Linked DNA regions of Rattus norvegicus: region 2 is linked to region 1. Evidence: chromatin contacts called from public Hi-C data. All regions are on one chromosome and are shown on one strand. Each heading gives the region's core, a stretch centred on a gene start, on an enhancer-like site or on the middle of the called end of the contact. The rest is flanking DNA. Distances are from core to core; before and after follow the strand shown.

What was found. Hi-C and Micro-C count contacts between places; a contact is called where the count stands out from the background.
Region 2: a Hi-C map of liver shows a contact between it and region 1, with 1.7 times the contacts expected there. The contact joins the promoter of Fli1 here to the enhancer-like site in region 1. A contact is called at or near these places in 2 of 12 Hi-C or Micro-C datasets (liver and prefrontal cortex).

Annotation. Positions count from the first base shown.
Region 1 is chr8:39,139,538-39,145,301 of GRCr8, forward strand. Fli1 (Fli-1 proto-oncogene, ETS transcription factor) reads right to left here. Exons shown (of 9, transcript NM_001017381.2): 2 at 5,178-5,389. Among named protein-coding and RNA genes, the nearest start is that of Fli1, 66 kb to the right of the region's middle. Within about 2 kb of position 3,239, at least 8 of the 93 cell types and tissues checked have an H3K27ac peak or open chromatin away from gene starts, as enhancers often do. A contact at or near this core is called in liver, where this site is marked.
Region 2 is chr8:39,205,147-39,210,910 of GRCr8, forward strand. It overlaps Fli1 (Fli-1 proto-oncogene, ETS transcription factor), which reads right to left and starts at 3,411. Exons shown (of 9, transcript NM_001017381.2): 1 at 3,095-3,411. The coding sequence starts at 3,112.

The sequences.
Region 1 (5,764 bases), core at 1,989-4,488:
AAAACTTATTTTGTGTGTCTGTGCTCGAGCATACATACATGTGCAGATACATACATGCCATGTCATGGGTTTGGAAATCCGATTCTTTCATTCAGTCATGTTAGGCTCTGGGGGGTAGAATTCAGGTCATCAGGCATGGTGTCAGGCTGAACCATCTCATTGGCCCTTCTTTATGTTTTGTGTTATGATAACTGGACTTTCTGAAAATAATCAAATCATATGCAAGTCTTGGTGCCCACCAGAAATAGAAGTTATGACCCCTATTGATGAAGGTGGCACACATTTTGGTCACAGGATACAGAGAAATAGAGTTGAGATTGAGTTGGGAGTTGTCTCCCTGCTGCCTGGCATTTGTGGTGCCAGAAGGTTCTATGCAGGATCTTCCTCTGGGAAAGAAATGGTATCAGTGGTCTCTCTCTGCTGTAGGTCATGCTTGATGTACAATACTAACTTGTGAGGCATTATATATCCACTGGTGCAACAGTGGCTTGACTCTATGGTGGGTAACCAGCCGCTCTGTGATTGGAAGCCTACTGCATGAGAGGAGATAATGCATCTGGTGCGATAAACCTGGTCAAAAGCCTGTGGCTGGTGGGATCTTGGACCCAATGAGATCATAATGCTTCTCTTTCCCTAAATGGACATGCTGTTAAATCTCCAAAATATGTACATCCATAGACCAGTATCACTTCCAGTCTAGAACATAAAGGCTTCTTACAGAGAGTGACAGACAGTGCCGGGACTCATACCTCATTAAATGCTGAGGATAAGTGACTGCTAAGCTCCAACCCTAACTGGGAAATCTATATTACACACACCCCAAGCCTACAGAACCTTGCAGAAGAAAAGATGAAGTAATGTAAGAGCTAGGAGTGGGGAGGAGTGTCATAAAACGCTGACAGGCAGCTATAACGTGGCTATTCCAACCACAGAGACGAGGAAGCAATGGACACTGGCGGAAGACTGGACCCTTCGAAATTCCTTCACCGATAGAGAAGGTGCTCACGGGGCACTGCCCCGACGGAAAGAGATCGTAACTGTTAGTTGCTGCAGAAGGGAGTGCTGTTTCCTTCCTGGAGGAAGAGCTGGAAAAGGAAGGGACTCCGAGTGGAAGCCACAGAGGGTAATGGGTGAATAGAATCACAATACGTTGTGTATACATATGAAGCTGTAAAGACTTTAAAAACATGCAACTAACCAAGTCCTGCTAATGGTGTTACTCAGAAAATAAGAGAGGTACATTGTTCAGGATGAGTAACTTAAATGGACTGACATCTATGTATTCATTTCATATCTCTCTCTCTCTCTCTCTCTCTCTCTCTCTCTCTCTCTCTCTCTCTCTCTCTCTCTGTCCCTGTTTCTTTATGTTTGTTTCTATGCCTGTTTCTCTGTCTTTGTTCCTATTTTCTGTCTCTCTAAATCTCTGCCTGTCTGTCTATCTCTCTGTCTGTCTGTCTCTCCATATATATACATATACATATATATACATATATATTAGTGTGCATAAATATACGCATGCATTTCTATGCTGGTGGACATGCCTGTGGGGAGCAAAGGACAGCCTTGGGTATCGTTCCTCAGAAAGCATTTACCTTTTTGTGATATAGGGTCTTCAGCTTAGCTAGCAGGCTGTCCAGCAAGCCTGGGAGATCCAGCTCAGCAGCTGAGGAGATCCAGTACGCCTCCTCAGCAGCTGGGATCACAGGGGCATGCCACCATTATTTCCCATAGTTAAGTGATAAGTTAAGGCCAGGCACGGCTTTATCCCGAATAAAGGCGTCTTTCTGAAAATCCTTGAGCCCTGGCTCTTTATTGTGAGAGCTTGAAGGTATCGATTAGGTGCCGTCCATGGCTATGCCTGTCTGGTGGGCTCCAGACTCCACTAGATCTTTCCTTCAGCACAGAAGGTGAAACTCTACACCCAAAGCCAGGCAACTTACACAGGCTTCTTCTAGCTTGTGTCTGTCTGACTAACACTAGGTATGACCTGGAAAATGGGTCCGGAGGCTTTTATTTTTGGAAGGATTTTCTCAGCTTTGAAATCATATCCTGGAGGGTCCAGGAGCACCCAGGTGACAGGGATGGGGACGGCGAGCTCAGTGATACAGACATGCTTCAAAAGCATAGGGCGAACTCAGCAGAGCTCGGAAGGCCTGCCTGAGCATTGTGACCTCGGGGAATCGTGCACGTGAACATCTGTTCCTCAGATTCTCGATCTGAAGTATCTTTTGGGTACTAGCAGGAGGCCACAGGAGGAAAGTTCCATACCTGATTCACAAGAGAGTCCAGAGTCCAAACTCAAATGCACCAAACTACAGTTTTACTGTTGGGCAGTGAGCACACATGCATACAAAACAGTGAATATCATACATAGATACCTGTTACACTATGTGTAAACAAACATCCCCAAATCTGAAAGAACCTGAGACACGTGTCAAAGGTTTCAGGTAAGGGAGACTCAACCTATACCTACGGGGCACGACCTTGAAGAAACAACATGACCTTGGCCTGCTCTTCTGTACCCCATTTAGCTTTTTCCTTCACAAACACATGAGCTCTGCTCAGTGAACAAAAGCCCTGCCCAGGTTCTACTGAGGGAAGAGGCAACTTTAATAATCCACCAGGGAAAGAGAGTGACAGGGTACTGTTTTAGATCAGGGGCGTGTTGGGGGTTTTGAGGAGGTGGTGTAAGGGCAAAACCCCAAGAGAGTCATATGAATAAATGGAGAAGAAATGTTCTAGAAAGAAGGAACCTGGGGAAGATAAGCTGAGACAGTGGTGTGCTAGGGTTTCCAGGAACAGTCAGTGTCTTCTGTGGTGGCGTAGAGGAAGGCAGGAGCCAGGGAGTATCTGGGACACGTGGTGGGACTTAGCTAAGACTTTAGATTCTGACTAAGAGGCTAAAGTTTTTTAGCAAGACGGTTACTGCTGTGAAAGGATGGGTGGCTTTCACTGTTTTCTGTTGAGAGATTAGGTGTCAGGCAAGGAAGGGATAGAGTGGAGCACAGGGATGGCCTTGGCCGGCAGTAATAGCTAGATAGTAATAGCTGTATCCTGTTGATACAGGATACAACGGGACTATAAACTCTCCAATATTAGGACCTAGAGTTTTCAATAGGGAGCAGGAGAGCCTTGTGGCACAGGCAGTTTGGCATTTCTGAACTGGCCTCATCCCTGGAGGGTGCTGACAGAATGAGATCATGGGGCAGAACCATGACGCACAGGCAGAGAGGGAGGGGCAGCAAGATGCGGAAGGAACCGGAAAGCCTGGGCTAGCACCAGCTTGGCTTCTCTTGGGTTCCTTTCTATATGGTAACAGGGTGAGAATCTTGGCCTCCTGGGAGATCAGTAGGGAGCAGTGATATAAGACTGGATAAAAATATTTGATAGACTATCCCCTGAGACTGGACTTGCTGGAATCATGGCATAGCGTGATTCAGCATGGAGGTCTCAAGGCTAAGTTCCTCTGAGCTTCCCTAACCCTAGGCTCTTGGAAGGGTGGCCAAGGTCTCACTTCCTGGTTTTAATTAATGGGATAGAAGTGTGGCAGCAGGGCTGAGGGTTCTGGAAGGCAGTTAGCTCTGAGACAGCTACAAGGAGGAACTCCCTTGCAGCAGCCCCAGCAGCCCCCTCCCTCCTTCCTCCTGCCTCTCTCCGGACTAGTTTCCTCCATGACTCACTTTCACAGTTAAGCCTCCCGGAGAGTATGCCTAAGCCTCAATTCCAGCCCCAAATCCTATGGGCTTTGGCTTCCTAAACCCAGTAGACATTTTCATCTAGAGATGAGTCCACTTTTTCATCAAGACCGTCCACTTGCTCAGAGAGGACACTAAAGGACATCTCTCCTCAGGGCACCACCCCTTCCCACCTGCCTGTGGCCGCTCACTGCATTTACTTTTCAAAGGTCCGGACCCAGCAGCCCCTGGTTCCCACCTCTCAATATTTATTAAGTCCAAGCTCTTGTAACTAACCTCTGACATGTTCTTTATGCATCTTTTCTGAGTTTCTGTCATTTTACTGTAACCCTAGCCCAGAACTTTGATTTCTTATCTGGACTATTTTAGTAACTTCTTATCTTTCTGACACTCCTGTCACCAATCCCTGCAGGACAATGATTGTCACCTCATCAGCTTTGACTCATGGGTCTGATGATACTTAGTGTCCTGCCAGTACTGAGGGCCAGCCTCTGCTGATGGAATAAGCTGAATTCTTAGCCTATCATCCAAGGTCTTGTCTGGCATTTACTCACTTGCTTTTACTTTCATGCCCTTTTGCTTCAGGCTGAGTGGATTACCTGGGGATCCACTGGGAATTATCAGGTAATGAACTAGGCTACAGCTTTCTCTTTTGTGGCTCTGTGTATTGGTCACTAATACTGTTGAGCACTTGGGAGCCACAGACACTGTCCTGGGTCCTTTCTTTACGACAGCGTACTCGATAAGCATGTTAAAAAGTAGGTGTTCTGGTTCTGGCTTAGACAAGGGAAAGCTGGTACTCAGATAGATTTAGAAAATTTAGCCAAAATATAGAGGTAGTCCCTGAAGTTTGAGCTTCCTGACCATGGGATTGTTCACCTTGCTTCAGTGTGTTCCTTATCCCTGAATTCTCCTTCCCAGTTCCCTAAGCGAGGTTGTAGCTGGCCTTTCCTAAACACACACACACACACACACACACACACACACACACACACACACACACACACACCACACTCTTCCCATGTGTGAGGCTGGCTTCCTGGCATACTGTCTGTCTTTCTCACCACTTTTCCACTTTTTACTGGAAGAATTGTTGGGTCATCTTTGCTCTGGTTAGTGCCACCCAGAGACGTTAAACATTCTCAACAGCACAGGAAAAGCATCTTGTTGCTCTGCTGTTTTTCTTGAGGGTCTGGACCTGGGTCAAATCTCGACGCCAAGCACACTGAGTACTGGGGTCTTGAGGCCTGACCCTAACTTGGCTTCTATGGGCTACATCTGGACCCTGAGAACCAGGTGAGCTTTCTGATCCCACTCCACTCAGTTCTGTAGACCTTGATTACCTCAATGACTAGGAACTGACACACACACTCTCAGGTCAGCCCCAGAGTCCCGTCTGCTACTTTGACAAGGTGGTCCAGGGAGGAATTACACTCAGGCTCCTCTGGCCTCATAAGGATTGGTCAACTCTAGCAGGCTCACCTGGATCCATTCATGTGATCATATTCCCGCTTGACATTGACCCTCACTGGCTGGTTGATCCACTCCTGCTGTGGTGGCAGGGGGTTGATTTTGTGGGGCTGCCCGTAGTCAGGACTCCCCGAAGCAGTCATATCTGCCTTGGGGAGATGGGCGGCCGCTCCGTATGCTGAATCAAAAAGGGACTGGTCGTCACTCACCACTGACAGAGCCTCCTGCAAAAGGGGAGAAGAGACAGGGAGTTCAGTATCAATTGTCAAACATGGCTGCGACACCTCTGCTCCAAGATATCACAGTGGCACAGGGCGGCCCTCTCATGAAGCCGCAGTTGTCCAAGGTAATAGGCTCACAGTGTCAGGGCAGGCTTACCCCTGCGTGGGCAGAAAGGAGTCTGAGCACTGGATTGGAAGAGCACTAGAAACGGGTGGACTCGTTGAGTGCGCAAGCTAGAAGCCCCACAAAGGAGAACAGAGACGGGGTGGCTGAACACAGTGTTGGAACGGGTGGTACCAGTGTTGTTTCTAGCTTCCAGACATAGACAGTGGCACAGTTTACTAACTGTGTGGCTTAGTCAGGTTGCTAGGAGAGAT
Region 2 (5,764 bases), core at 2,161-4,660, 66 kb after region 1:
CAGATGGGAAAACTGAGACCCATGAGCTAAGAGCCTTGCCATGACCCACACGGTAAGTAAGTAAGTAGTGCAAAGGGGGCTAGGTTTTCTCCCAGGCCTTCCTCGCTTTCCGTATTTCCCAGGTTCCCACATATGTCTGACTCTTCTCTGGTTGATTCTCCGTTCTTTCAGGGCACACTCTACATTCGTCGTTCTGCAGATGGCATCAATCTGATCAAAGGAAATCTGCCTAGAACTAAGATGCAGTTTGAAACCAGGTCATTTCTTCTAGCAGCAAGCAGTGTCACGTGCTTTTCAACACTGATAATATCAATGTGGGGAGCAGGGGTGGGTGGGGTAGGGTGCCGTTTAATATCGCAGGTTAGCTTGTCTACAGCTAAAGAACAAGCAAGCCGAGCTCACCCAACAGACATGCTGGGGAAAGTAGAGAACACAATTTGGAAGGGCAGCAGGATTGGAAATTTACAACCCCAAAAGCTTCCACGAATGCTAAACAAAACAGGGGGCTAACTGTACAGAAACCCAGTCTTCCCTGGCATCCGGAACCACGTACATCCTGGGCACCGAGACCCACAGATGTTGCCAAATTTTGTGATTGAGGAAGATGCACTCAGGTGCATACGATGGCATCAGAGTTACTGGATGCTGATTGTCCCAGGCTGTTGAAACAGGCAAGCTAAATACTCTTAAGTCTGTGTCTACAGGTTACATTTGGTTTATAGCGTCCTCTGACCTTCGTCCGTGTGGGGCGGGATAGGGATTTAGTATGCAAGCAACTGGAAACACCTGTGTAAAGTAGTCCTGTGGGATCTTTATGAAGATTATGAAGGTCAAAGACGTTTTACAGCCGTAAATTCATACAGTAAGATCAGAAGTTGATTGACCTTTCTTCCAATTCAGTCTTCCAGTATCTACACCAAGCATGGAATTGAACCATCATGTAAGTGGAGTCTAGGATCCCCCAAATCAGAAGGTCGCATATAAACAGGAACCTGTGGCTTCTACATAACTAAAAGGCTAAAGGATACACTAAAGTCACAATCTTCCAGAACATCGGTGTTCAGAAGAGGGCTTGAAAAGTGATTCTGGAGATGCCCTTGGTATTAAGTCTCCCAGGTGAGAAACAAGGTGTTCCTCAGGAGGCTTTGGGGGGGTTCATGGGCTCCCATTAGTCATCCTAAAAGAGCCCTCACTCCCATCTTGGTATGAAGCAGCAACCTCCTTGTCTAAGGTTGCTCTCAATGCCTGTCATGCCCATCCCAGTGTGCACAGTGTGGGGTTAACACATCCTGGGTACGCAGACCACAGCTTCCTCCAGAGCTCAGGGCCTGTGCTCAGAGGTCTGAAGGCCGCACAGATGCTGCTTCACTCCTTCTCAGAGTGCCTCTGGAGAGTGCCACAGTGAGCCTCTGGAGCTACACTACCACCCTTCTGGATCAGAGGAGAGAGTTGCTTTCCTGGGGTGGGGGGGTGTGAGTAGAAAGTGCTCTGAATGGGGGTGTGTGAAGATTTTAGAAGGGTCATCTGGTTACTGAACCTGGGGAGGTAGGCACTTGCAAGAACACACCAACAGGAAGCAGAGAAACAGGGCCCAGTGACCTCCACTGACAGGTCTCTAGAGCACACCTCTTGGGAACCCACTCAAGTCAAGTTTGATAAACCTGTGGCTATTTGATTGAGTTAAAAACCCCATTACGATCAGTTATCTCATCTCTGTCTTCAAGTCTCTTCAGTTGGTCCCTTTTACCTAAGTCAGCATGTTTCAGAGAGCAAGGGAGAGAGAGAGAGAGAGAGAGAGAGAGAGAGAGAGAGAGAGAGAGAGAGAGAGAGAGAGAGAGAGAGAGAGTCTTAGAAAATAAAAACACTCTGACCCCACCCAGAAGATAAAATCTGTTGAATTCTCTAAAGCCAACACCTTAACCTCCTCTCAGTCAAGCCATGAGTAGGAAGTGGATTCCTCTGGGTTCTGGAGAATGGCGGCCCTGCCAGTCCCCACCTCACCAGCCTGATAGTTTTTCCAGAGCAATTCCTGCTTGATGTGTAGCCTTGAAGCTAACGTCTGGTCTCATTCATTCTCCCAACTCCTCTTAGGCTAGTCACGTTAGGGGGTGTCCCTCCTCTCTGCTCCTGGCCCTACTTCCCTCTTTCAGAGGGAGCACTCTGCCTTTCTGAAGCGTGACAGGGAACCCAGACTCACGGGTCTCCTGGGCTGCACTTTGCAACCTAGACCCAAGCTGGGCCGGCGCGGATGGGGGTTGGGGGTGGAATCGGCAAGCCCCAGGCCATGGCCTCTGAACCAGCCACCGCAGGCGGACGGCTGTGAAGGAGTTTAATTCTTACTGAGAGGACAGCTCCTGGATCCCTGGCTCTGAAGCTGGCGCAAGCACAGTGTGCGGGATCTGAGGCACAGAGGAGCCCGGAGAACCAGGAGATTCCTAGCCCGAGGAACAGCGAGGCGGGCCCGTTAGCTCCCGGCAGCCGGCGTCCGCAAATCGCCCGTCAGCAGCAGTGAGAGGGGGGAAGAGAAACCGATCGGGCTGACATGTAAACAGGGGCTTCCATCTGGACCCTCCGGCTCAGACGGACCCTCAGACACCCTCCCTTGCACCCCTCCCCTCCCGCAACTAATCCTCTAACTCGCCCCGGGGATCCGGAGACCCCAGCCGGCGGCGAACGCTACTCCTGCCCGCGCTGATCTCGGCCTCTGGCGTGAGGAAGCTGGCCGCCAGACGAGTGCCTGGCGCCGGGGCCAGGTCGTCTGGGTGCCGGGTGGGAACCGACCGGGCGATCTCCCGCCCTAGACTCTGGTCCGCGCCCGGGGTCCCAGGTTTCAGCTGCCGGGTCTCTCAGCCCCTCAGGCGGCGCAGTGGGAGCCCGTGGGACTCCACTGTGGCGCAAGGAGTGAGGGGTAGATCGCCCTGGGCGGGAAGGCTGGTCGGCCTCCTCGGAATGGGGGACTCGCTACCCGGAGGAGACCGCGCGAAGCCGGGGCGCGGAAGGAAGGGAGAGCGGCCACGTCTTCCGGGACCCCGGCGCCCAGCCCTCCCGCCTCCCCGGTCGGCCCTCGCCCCGCGCCCACTGTCCCGCTGCTTACCTTAATAGTCCCGTCCATTTGGCCAATTCTGCAGCCGAGCCCCCCAATATTCCACACATTGACCCGGTTACAGCCTGACCCCGTAGCCCCTTCAGATTAGCCCGGCGCGGCCTCTTTGGCGCCCTGGGCCCTCTCTGAGTGCCCCCTGTGAGCACCCTGCCCTCGCTCCCCTGTGCACGTTTGTTGTTGTAGCGGATCGAAAAAGAGACAGTTAACCGGATGAAACTTTTTTTCAGCTAATTTTGGGAAGTGACTTCACTTTGCGATCGGGGAGGAAGTCCTATCTCTCTCTCTCTCTCTCTCTCTCTCTCTCTCTCTCTCTCTCTCTCATCTCGCCCTCTCCTCTCTCTTCTCTGCTCTCTCTTGTCTTCCCTCCCCCACACCCCCCTCTTCCTCTCCTCGCCCTGCTTTTCGCATCACTCGCTATATAAATATACGCGAGATGCCCAGATACATTCATGCACTGCGCACACAGGATACTTGCTCCTGGGAGATAAGAGCTGGCCAGGAACAATGACGGGGTCCACGCCCAGTATCCGCTCCCTGATTCCTGAAGTCTGCAACTCCCCCATCACCTTCCCCCCCAAATCCAAAGCCAAACGCCTCTGGCTTCTTTCCTTCCCCTTGGGCCTTTGGCCGAAGGTGGCCCTTTTGACTCATTCACTTTCCGTTTCTTCCCACAGATACATTCATTAATGCTTTTTCCAGCCGGAGTCAAACTTTTTTGGGGATGGGAGGAAGAAGGCGGGAGAGTGCTAGGACAGGGGATAACCTGGCGACGTCAACTGCCAGAGGAGGTTCAGACGCAGAAGAAGGCAAACCTACCATTTTTAAAAAGGAAGAAGGGAAGGAAGGAAGGGAGGGAGGAAGGAAGGAAGGAAGGAAAAAAGGAGAGAAAGAAAAGGAAAGGAAAGGAAAGGAAAGGAAAGGAAAGGAAAGGAAAGGAAAGGAAAGAAAAAGAGAAAACCCGAAGGACTCTTCGCATCCAAGCGCTAGTCTCCGAAGCGGCTCAGAGTCCGGAGGACCTGACCTGTCAAGGGTGTGACTCACTACCTCAAGCATTGTTAGCAGAGAGGTGCCCATGCTTAGGCGCGCCCTCCGGGCTCCAGCCGGCTAAGGAGGTATACCAGCCGCAACCTAGGTCACTTATCCAAGCCTTCTTGGGTTAAATACACCTTTCTGGACCCCACGGCCCAAGCCCTTCAATACCAGCGCAGCCCCCAAGGAACTGACGAGGGGCGAGCTTGCCTTCCACACTACGCAACAGGACCCGGGAGCGCGTCAAGATGCGGCTCAGCAGAGACCCAACCTTGGATGAGAGCGGACGGTCTATGGGTCCAAGCTAGGGACTGTCACCCCCACCCAGCGGCGTGGCCCGCTTTACAGGCTCGGCTCCCTCTGCTATCCGCCCCCCCGCCCCCCCCCGCCTCCCATGCTGGACCCGGGAGCACTCTAGTTAGGGCTTCTCTGGGGTACCGGCGCTCATGGCCTGACTCCCATCTCCCAGACTTCGAAAACAGGTTACCTTTTCCACGCTCTTCAGACCACGCTGTGGACTTTCTCACTTTTATTTAAGAGTCCTCCCGGGAAAAGAGGGGAAAACTCCAGAGCAGATCCGAATAAATTGGGAAGAAAAAAAAATCAAAAGGGTGTCCACGGCGGCAAAAAAGGTGACTTATTAATTCTTTATTTCTTCAGGAGCAATTGCGCTCGCTCGCCTCCCTCCCGCCCCCCTCCCCCCATCCAAATTAGTCTCATCAATTCAGCTCCAATTTGGGGTTCGAATACAGACACGGGTCTGAACGTGACCAGACCTGGAGTGGCGGTGCAGCCTGCCAGCAATTGAGACTCGGTTTACTGTGGGGGGTGGGGGCCGGGCCGGGCCCACTCCCCCTCCTCCTGTCTGCTTCTCAATCCAGGGGTCTGCTCCGGGGCTCCCCTGGGACCGCCACATCTGGTTACCGCTAGCGGGGTCAGTCCCCCCCTTTGCCTGGGGCCACCAGTTCTGGAGTTCAATTAAAAGAAATCAGGCTTAACCCTTTCCTGCCTGCGGCCGGGCTGCCCGCCCTCTTGCTCTTCCCTTCAGCGCTTCCACATGCCTTCCAGAGAGGAAAGAGGTTAAAGGGAAAGGAAGAATGAATTACATCCTTTCAAACCCCAAATTGTTTCCTTTTCAGCCCGGACTCTACAGACATTCAAACGACACTAGCTTTCAGGAGGGTGCACCCAAGCTATACTGTGTCTCTTTCTGCCCGAAAGGAGTGTTTACTTCAACATGCAGAGGGTCTGTCTCCTTCCAGGCACTGGACAGTTACAGAGGGCACAAATAGCCAATCCACATTTAATCACTCACCCCCCCCCCCAATAACCGCCAAGTAGCAGACAATCGCCAGGTTTTCCTTTTCAACTTCTGCTGATCTGGCAAATGACAGTCATCTTCATTGCTGAGTACCATTCTCTGGAATAATTTCCTGGAATAACCCCTAATTTCACTGAGTACAACCCCTTCTCTTGAACCCCCATCTCAGCTAGGGAGTTTCATTTTGTTTTTGTTGTTGTTGTTTTTTTTTTTTTTTTTTTTTTTTGGTCACTGCCTGCAAAATGGACACTGAAGCAATTTCACAATTTTGGGGCGGGGGAGGGGGCGCTACCATAGGCACCCCCTGGGCA